Regions from separate parts of the Cyprinus carpio genome. Here region 1 is linked to region 2. A link is a contact called in public Hi-C data. All regions are on one chromosome and are shown on one strand. Each heading gives the region's core, a stretch centred on a gene start, on an enhancer-like site or on the middle of the called end of the contact. The rest is flanking DNA. Distances are from core to core; before and after follow the strand shown. Region 1 overlaps LOC109078398 (E3 ubiquitin-protein ligase arih1-like). Region 2 holds the start of LOC109095338 (very-long-chain (3R)-3-hydroxyacyl-CoA dehydratase-like).

Region 1 (4,408 bases), core at 1,555-4,054, 34 kb after region 2:
TTTTTATTATTAAAATGTAAAACACATACATGTTTTAAGTAAAAAATAAGGTAATTGCAACTTCATATACTACCATTCATATGTCAGGGTTTTTAAAATATTTTTTAAATAAGTCTCAAGATCAAGGCTGCATTTATTTGATCAAATATACAGTAAAAACAGTAATATTGTGAAAGATTACAATTTTAAATAACTTTTAATATATTTAACTATTGATGGAAATGCTGATTTTTTTTTTTTAGCAGCTTGACTTCAGTGTCACATGATCAGAAATCATGCTGATTTGTTCAAAAAATTATTTGAAATCTCTTTGTATTGATGTTATTTTTTTTTTTGATGGAAGTCATTTTAGATTTTTTTAAATCATTTGAATTAAAAATATTTTGTAAAATTATAAATGTCTTTACTGTCATTTTTGATCCATTTAATGTCCTTGCTGATGAAAAGTATCCTTTAAAAAACTTACTGACCCCAGAATTTGATTAGCACTGTATCTCAAATTTTGACTTTAAACCTCTTGGTTACCTTTTTATTTTTCTAAAGTAAGTGGAAATGGAATAAGTGGTTTCCTTGTAAACTTATAGATCAACTTTGCAGGCAACAACAGTGATACACTGCAGAGAAATGTGAGTGATTTGTTCTACATCCCATTCATCCTGTAGGTTTCTGTTGAACTTTGCAGAAAAAAAGAGCTCCAGGAACAGGACTGAGGACCTCTGGTTTAGATGAATCAGTTAAGATTGTTCTCCCTCTGGTGGACATTTACATTGTGAACATTAAAATCCAATTCTCAAATGTCATGATGACATCCTTGTGCTTTATTTGTGGACTGCATTAATCCTTTGGATGAGATCCTGTTTTATATAAAGCATAAACATCATCTAGTGTTACTAACAAACAGTCCCACCCAACAAAACCCTAGATGCGTCAAACACACTGGCTTGAAATAAACACAAAAGCACACAAACTAAAGCAATGTTTGCAACATGTTGCACTTTAATATTTGTTTTCTTCAAAATGAACAACTAATTTCTTACACATTTGTACACTATGTATATAAGAAATCAAAAAAATTGAATCGCATAAAGAAAGGATAAATGTAGAAAAGTATTAAAAGTTTTTGGATGTCTCAACAAAATGAGAGTAGCTGCTTTTTGTTACCGTGAATGTTAAATTTGGATGCTCATGAACTACCAGACATGATCAAATAGGCGTGACTGAGAAGCAGTGGCCGGAAGGGGACAGTTAAACACACACTAAGTGGCATACAGGGGCAGTATAACCATTCCATATTTTGTAGATCACACCATGTGTCCCATTGTAATAGAAACTACAGGGACCTACAAGTAAACAGCCAAACTTCCCAGATTTTCCCATTTCTTGTTCTGAAATATGCTTGCATGAAATGTATGTATGTTTATACCTGGAAGACCATCTCAGCACTCATCCACGGCATATTACAAAGACTTATATAAAAAAAAATTGCAATCATTCCCAGCACACAAAGCAAAAGGATTAACAGGCAACAACGCAAGACAATGCTATTACTTTGAATGAAAAATGCATTGTAGGACATTTATTTTCACGGAGCACATTTGAAGTACAAAAGAAGAAAAGGAAGAAAGAAAGAAAAACTAATATATCAGTCGCACGTCCAGCAGAAAGTGGGGGGGGGGGGGGAATCACCAGTTTGAGATTGACACTTTGGTGTTGTCTGAATATGCCAACTTGATCTGCAATGACACTGTCCCACCTGTGTCTATCCCAGAACCCCACCTCTGTTCCCCTGAAGACAGGGTGTCAGTGCTTCACTGATGGTCATGGTGCGTCCACAAACAATTTGTACAATTTTGCATGAACAAAGTGTACACCAATGCAACATCACAGTACGAAGGTTACATCACATATTCCCTGCAAACTATATCATGACTCAAACGGCCCTTTGGAAACCATTGCGGGTGCAAACGTGATTATTTGACACGAAAAGAATTAAAGCAGTGTGGAACCTCACAGCAGAGATAACATTGGCTTCCAACTAGTTTTGCGGTGTGCAAAAGAATCGATCATGTGGAAAAGGCCTAACCCTGTTTGTCAATGGCTCAGTCAGAACACTTGACTACAGAAGTCAAGAAAGCAGCTCAGCAGGCCCATCATGTTGGCCAGGCAGAGAAAGAACCTCGAGCCGGGGTCGGGATCGAAGAATGAACTTCAGAGAGACAAAAAGAAAAAATATAAAAGGTTATATGAGTGAATGTCACTCAGTTTGGCTCTCAGAAATTATTCATATAACTCTTAAAATCATATTACCATACTAAATCTATCTAGGAGGAGTGGGGGGGAATAACAGCAAAGGAGGCAGAGCAGAGGAAACCACTGTTCTGTTTTAAAAGTTTGAACTGTTGGAAAAAGCAGCAAATTTTCCTCCAACTGTAAAGCCAGAAGCTCTCACAAGACTCCTAGTAGGCAGAAAAGCGCCACCTTGGCACGATCTGCTCAATTTGGCAGAATGTAGCCCTGCTCAGTCCCAGTGGAGCAAAGGGGAGGAGGGGAGGGAGAGACACGGACTCCCGATTTACGTCAAGTCCAAACCTCTTTAGAGGGGCGATCCAAGATAGGGAAAGACACTCAATCTACACAGCAAATATACATTTTTTTTTTTTTATATCTGTAAAGATAAATATCTTTTAAAAATGATGCAAACACATGCCACTCTTACTCTTTATCTTCCATGCATATGCATTATTTACAAATTGAAAAATACCAATTTTGTCTGTTTTTTTGGTGTTTTTTGTGTACAATTCCACTAACGTCTGTAAGCTGAAAAGTCACCTCCTTACAATCAACATTCAGCAACCCAAACACGGATCTCACCAGACATGGTCAGAATGATTAAAGCCATTTTGAAAACAAAGTCCATTTTCCACACACAAAAAGAGTAAATAAAAAGTCAAACAGAACACGTCCACAAACAAAACTGATAAGGAGGGAAAAGATTTCTGAGGGCAAGATCTTACAATGCAAGCAAAAGGAAGATATTTTGCCTTTTTGTTGGATTTCTCAGTCTTGCGCTCCACGCTGCTAACAATACTGTTGAACATGTATCATTTTATTTTTAATGTTCTAACTTTTTCATTTAAATAGAATTTATTCTTATGCTTTTCTTGAAACAAAAATCTGGAAAAATTATGCAATGCAGGGCGGTTTGCCAGGGAGGAGGCAGCGAGGAGGTCTGTGCTGCTCATTTGTCATTGCATCAGCGCTCTAGTGGGTGGAGTTTGTCTCCAAGAGTCTGTGGTGTGGAGATGTAGCCTCAATCCTCGATGTACTCCCACAGGTCTTTGTCATAGCCTTCATGTACATGTTGCAGCAGCACTCTCCGTCTGCTCTCACAGTATCTGCACACAAGAGGACTGTTATAAACAAAGAGACGCATGCACAATTTTCCTGTAAAGTATGGACATGTGGTCATGCTTGAATGCATGGAAATGCACACTTTGAATGAAATAAAAGTTGTTTTATGTCAAGAGTTTTTCAAACTTGCCAGGAAGGGTGCTAGAAGGTCTGTGGAAAATGTAAGAGATTGTTTTATTTTTTTTCAAAGTTAATTTTTCAGGGCTGTCCAAGTTAACTTAAGTAAAGCATTTAATAATAAGCTTTATTTTAAAATCTTTAGTTGAGACTTTTTTTTCCCCCATACAATGAAAGTCAAAGGGAATAGAAACTGTTTGGTTACTAACATTCTTCAAAATATCTCTTTTAAAGAAAGTCCTACAGGTTTGGAATGACGTTGAGGTTGAGTAAATGATGACCATTTTTATTTTTGGGTGAATTATCCCTTTAAAGTAAATTTGTACACTTGCCTGTATTTATCTTGTACTTTCTGCTTAATGTCCTGCAGAGAATCTTGGGAGATGTCTCGTTCCAGGTATCCCGATAGAACCTCTGTAGCATTCTCCAGATCTGCCTGGTTATTCTGAGTGCAAACACAAACCACAAAACATTTAAAATGACATTATTCGTGTTTTTACAACAACCTATTCAAAACTGAGCATCCCTGGTTTACCTCGAAGATGATAGACTGGTTGTTCTTCTTGAGGTAGAATGCAAAGACGTAGGTGAACATGAGTGTGGAGCGGCACTGGCACAGCACGTCCACAGCCTTCTTCAGGAACTGCACCTCGATCCACGACATGTTGTGCTGCTGCATCTCCTCCATCTTCTGTTTGACCTGGGCGTACAGCTTGTGCTCGAAGCGCAGGCTCTGCATGTGGTTCATGTAGCGGTTGCAGTAGAACAGGTACCTCTGCAGGGCTGCTCTGGAGCGCTGAACAACACGTACAAACATATGAAAGGTTTAAAAATAAGACTACATTTCGCATGTTCAACACGAATGGACTGACATTATTTA
Region 2 (4,878 bases), core at 38-2,537:
CTGTGCGATAGAGACAAAACGAGAAAAAAAGAAATGTGAAGTTTCAAGCTCCTCCTCCCACTGCCTGTTATATCAGTACAATGCCTTTAAATGCACCATGCATCAAACAGATATTATTATATGCTGTTATAAAATAATGAAGCATCAGTAATGAATGGATTGCATAATAAAACAACACATTCACTGAGTCAGGCTTTCTGACCATTGATATTTCATGTTTTAAAAATCGTTTTAAAGTGTTTTCAATATTTAGAAATGAACAATTACATTTATTAATGTACAAATGACCAGCAGACTGATATTATAATTCACTGTGCCTATGAATACTGTTGTGGACAATGGTGCGTCTTAGAGTAAAAAAAAAAAAAAAGGTTGAGAACCACTGGTTTTTGGGGCTTGTGTTGACAGGTTTGGTAATTAAAAAGTGTTGTCAAAACTGATGTCATTATGTTTTGACCCATGTATGCCAAAAGTTTTATTTTTCTTTAGCGGTTCTGACTTATTGGAGAGATACTATGGAAAACAATGTAACAGCTTTCTAAGCTGTTTTATCATTTATTTGCATATAGGGACGTCATAGTAATCCTATTAATATAACACAGCAATACCACCTTTGTTTCAGAGCTCTCAGCGGCAGAAGGATATTCTTTCTCTTCACCTTATTTAGAGGACTGGTCAAACACATTTAACCTGCCCAGAGAAAGCAATGAGGGGAAAGGGTGCAGATGCTCCTCCTATGTCAGAAACTGGATTGTAAATAAAACATGCCCTGCCATTGTAACTGGATCAGATGGTTAATGGGTCCAGCAGGATCAAGTCCTGACCTCCCTTTCAGTAGTCTTCAATTTTATTTTCTGTGATCCAGGCTTGATGCAAGCTCTGTCAACAGACCTACAGAGGCTGTTGTTATTCAACAGAATATTAACCTTACACGATTTAGTTTTATAGTAGAGTAACCTACAGTCTGGAGTTGCACATATATTAAATGCAGTAAATGACAAAAGAAACCATAATTAGAAAATGACTATTATGAAATAATTGCCCCAAAGCAAGTTTTTCTTACCTGTGCATCGGTGATCTCCACTCGCAGATATATCTCCCCATGCCGCTGCGCCCAGTACACGTGAGGTGTGAGAGTCTGCATTACAAATATTCACATTAAATAATGCTAAGATTTAAAAATGAATGACAGGCGACGTATAACTCGTAACATGCAGCCGGAAGACGTTTTCAGGGATTCTGTCATTTGCTCAGAGTATTTCTTCGAAAGCGCATGCGTACACTTCTCGTGAACGCGACACTCGCCGCCCACTTTTTCACGCTCCGGAAGTAACGTTGTCTATTTCATTTTTTTTATAGATAAATCAATCGATTGAATAGTGAGTGGATTTTTTTTTTATTGTTTTATTACACTCGGGCCTGAGACAAAACACAACATTTAAACATTGATTTAAAGAAACGGAAATCGGACTAAAAGACAAAGGACGTAACGTTAACGTCTTTATGAGCCAATGAACTACGCTACCCATGAAGCACTGCGGATGACATAACCGACTGAAAAAACGACGATAATATATAAATTATGCAAAATAAAAAATAAAAATACAATCTGCAATGTGTAATATAAAATTCTTATTATAAGGATGAAGCTGCCCTCAGGATTTTGGGTTGTATAATTTGTCACTGGGAATTACTTTTTTAAACGGAGTTCAAATTATATTTCATTTTGATAAATAAAGGCGTACATCGTCTTATATGTAGGAACTATGGTTTGTTTAAAAATATGGGATTAGTGTACTTGTTGTGATCCATAGACTCCTCAATAGCGGTTTTGAAGCTCATTAGCTGTGTCCCAAAGTTGAGTGTGCACACTTCGAAGGCCAGACCTCCGAAGTGCACGAAGGGTCCTCCGAAGTGCGTGAGATGCTCCGCCTTCACAGGATTTCCTAATTCCGTCACCAGGTGTTTCCGATTAGCGCTCTGTCGCATAGCAACGGTGCGAGAAGTGCGCTGACGAGAGGACAGTCCTGCCAGGATAGGTGGAGCCAGAACTGCTCGTTTTTGTTTTTATGATTTATTCATAATGGAGGAGATGGTGGTGAACCTCAGGCTTAGCCAAGACCGAGGCCAGGTAAACTACACTGGTTTGCTGCGATCTTCGTCGGATTACAACTTTTAAATGCAGGTACCGTCTTGGAGCTTGCTTGAATATGTAATGATACATACGAAAAAACTACAAAATACACACATAGCAGTTCAAATGCTGACTGATATCTTACAAAGGTGCAATTTTATGTAGTTTATTGTCTTGACCATATGTAGACAGGTTTGCAACCCGTATTTTTTTAGGCAGTTAACCATAAAACTGTATTTAAAAAAATAGAGCATAGTACAGCTTAATGTCAAGCAACTTTAAATTTAATAACCTTGAACATATTTAGAAGTAAACTGCAACATACACAGAAGTGCAGCAGTATCATTTACTTTTACTCTCAATACCTTAAGTATATTAGAGTATGCAAGATAATATTTTTACTTAAAGGATAGTTCAGCCAAAAATGAAAATTGGGTAATCATTTACTCACCCTTAAGTTGCTCCAGGTTTGTAATTTATATTTTGGGTTTAAAAGGTTTTAAATATGAGTAGTGGTTTTTTCCCCAATATGGTATTAGTAGTTACTAAAAGTAGTTTACTAAAGTATGTCAATATTTCTTGCACTAATTACATTGTCATAGCTCTAAACAATTTCTCTTTTCCTTCTTTCCCTAAATCAGACCAGACCCCTGTGCAGGATAAAGCTGAATGTGTCAGTGCTGGACAGGTGTTTAGTGGTTTGTTCTGTGCAGGGAGACCCTGACTGTGCTGCTGGATCTACTGGGAAGTGAACGGCAACAGTGATGGTGTGCCACGATCCAGACTCTGATGTTTCTCTTCTGTCTGCCAGCGGTACATCATACAGATGGTCTCCAGAGTGTTTGACATGTGCCTCGTTCCACTGTCACCGCACTGTCCCTCAGAGTCTCTGAGGAGGTGCTGGCCATTCACCAAGAGATTCACCTCCTGAAGACCCCAGAACACATGGAGGCTGGGCCGGGCTCAAACTGATGTTGTTTTCTGATGTTAAACCTAAGCTATGTTGTAATTGGTTGTAAAAAGTACTTTCTATTATGTATAGAACAATTGATTTTAATGTGTAAAAAAGTATTTACAGGAAAACAAATAAACATATAAAAGAATGTTTTGTGAAAAAAAAAAAAAAAAGCTACATTAAAAAAAATTAACAATGTACATAAGCACTTTTATTTTATTTACACGTGTGAATATGCAAAACAAAAATACAAATGTACAGAAAGTACTCAGGGCTTATTTACGAATAAATTACACACAAAAATTGAATAATGTATACAATTTATGCATTTCATTTTTAACTTGCATCACAAAAATAAACTACAGAAATTAGGTTTGTTTCATTGCCAATATGACATTAAAAAAATGTATTGGAAAAACTGTAATGTACTTTTTCCCACGGTTTTCTCTTGGCTAATGAAGAATGTATATGTTTGAGTTTGATGTCCTCCCTGTCCACTCGCTCCCTCACTTGTCTCAGGACACTTCACAAATAAACCATGCCTGTTAACAACAAAAACACATGCTCACTTTCTCCAGAATAGTAATTAAAACAAAAGAAAATGGAAACACTTATGAAAAAATACAGGTTTGCAACCTTAACATTAGAAAATATGACACAGCAGGACATTCATATAAAATACTGAAGTGCTAAAGTTGGTTTAAAAAACATTGTAGACATTTCCTGCATGACAGCACTTTAAAAACACAACAAAGGGAAAGACCATTGCCATATATAGTGGCTGTCTTGTTGTTTGTGGGCTTTATGTTAAAAAGAACCTGGCTTTAAACACTTTTGCTAGGCATTTGAGTAAATGAAAACACAATACTTACATTTCAATGTAAGTCCTCCACAGAACTCTCAACTCCCTCTGAATATAAATACATTCGTCATATGCACGCAAGAGATTCTGGGATATGGTAGGGTGTGAAGTGTCCATAAGATGTACACTTCATTTTCATGGGAATTGAAGGGCGCATTTGAAGTCGCTTTCGAAATTCGTCAGCCGTCATTCAAATGCGGTCTTCGAAGTGCGCATTCTGACTTTGGGACAGCTTACGTCGTGACGCAATCGCACTTCACATCCGCACTTCGGAGTCCACACACTTCAGTTTGGGACACCCTTCGTCGCGCCACTGTGACGCATTCGCACTTCAAATGCGCACACTTCGGAGTCCATGCACTTAAGTTTGGGACACAGCTAAAAGTGTGCAGAGCGGGCCGTCGCCACCTTGGCAACGCGTCACCGCGCGACTCGTAAAATCGAAAATGGGCAAAAAGGCGGGAGCTGGTTGCTGAAGCCACGCCCACCTAGCGCGACTGCATTGCCAGCAGCGGCAATCCACCTGTCACTCAAGTGGCCACGCCCTAATTATGCAGAACTTTAAGGCTTAATATAAAGTTAAACGGATGAGTTATAAAAAAATTCACCCCCCTCACAGGTTGTCATGAAGGGCAAAATTAGCAATATAGACCAAAATAATTTTTTGAACCAGGCTGTAAACATTTTTTTTTTCTGCTGTAAAGTTGGGCATTTTAACATGGGGAGTCTATGGGATTGACTCCCTTCTGCAGCCAGCCTCAAGCAGCCAGTTGATGAATTGCAGTTTTAGTCACTTCCTTATTGGCTTCATGAGAGAGAGCGGGAGATTGCCGCTCGATTATATTTCATTTTGATAAATAAAGGCGTACATCGTCTTATATGTAGGAACTTTATCCGTTTGCCGGCTTCTTGCAACAACGCCAATGT

Evidence for each region. A called contact is a pair of places that touch in the nucleus more often than the background predicts.
Region 1: a contact with region 2 is called in a Hi-C map of liver, with 2.5 times the contacts expected there. The contact joins the enhancer-like site here to the promoter of LOC109095338 in region 2. A contact is called at or near these places in 2 of 8 Hi-C or Micro-C datasets (liver and skeletal muscle).

The regions. Positions count from the first base shown.
Region 1 is chrA18:20,097,002-20,101,409 of ASM1834038v1, forward strand. LOC109078398 (E3 ubiquitin-protein ligase arih1-like) reads right to left here. Exons shown (of 14, transcript XM_019093679.2): 12 at 4,064-4,324; 13 at 3,861-3,973; 14 at 969-3,395. The coding sequence ends at 3,311. Among protein-coding and RNA genes, the nearest start is that of LOC109078401, 12 kb to the left of the region's middle. Within about 2 kb of position 2,805, at least 1 of the 8 cell types and tissues checked has an H3K27ac peak or open chromatin away from gene starts, as enhancers often do. A contact at or near this core is called in liver, where this site is marked.
Region 2 is chrA18:20,064,793-20,069,670 of ASM1834038v1, forward strand. It overlaps LOC109095338 (very-long-chain (3R)-3-hydroxyacyl-CoA dehydratase-like), which reads right to left and starts at 1,288. Exons shown (of 11, transcript XM_042775330.1): 1 at 1,064-1,288. The coding sequence starts at 1,144.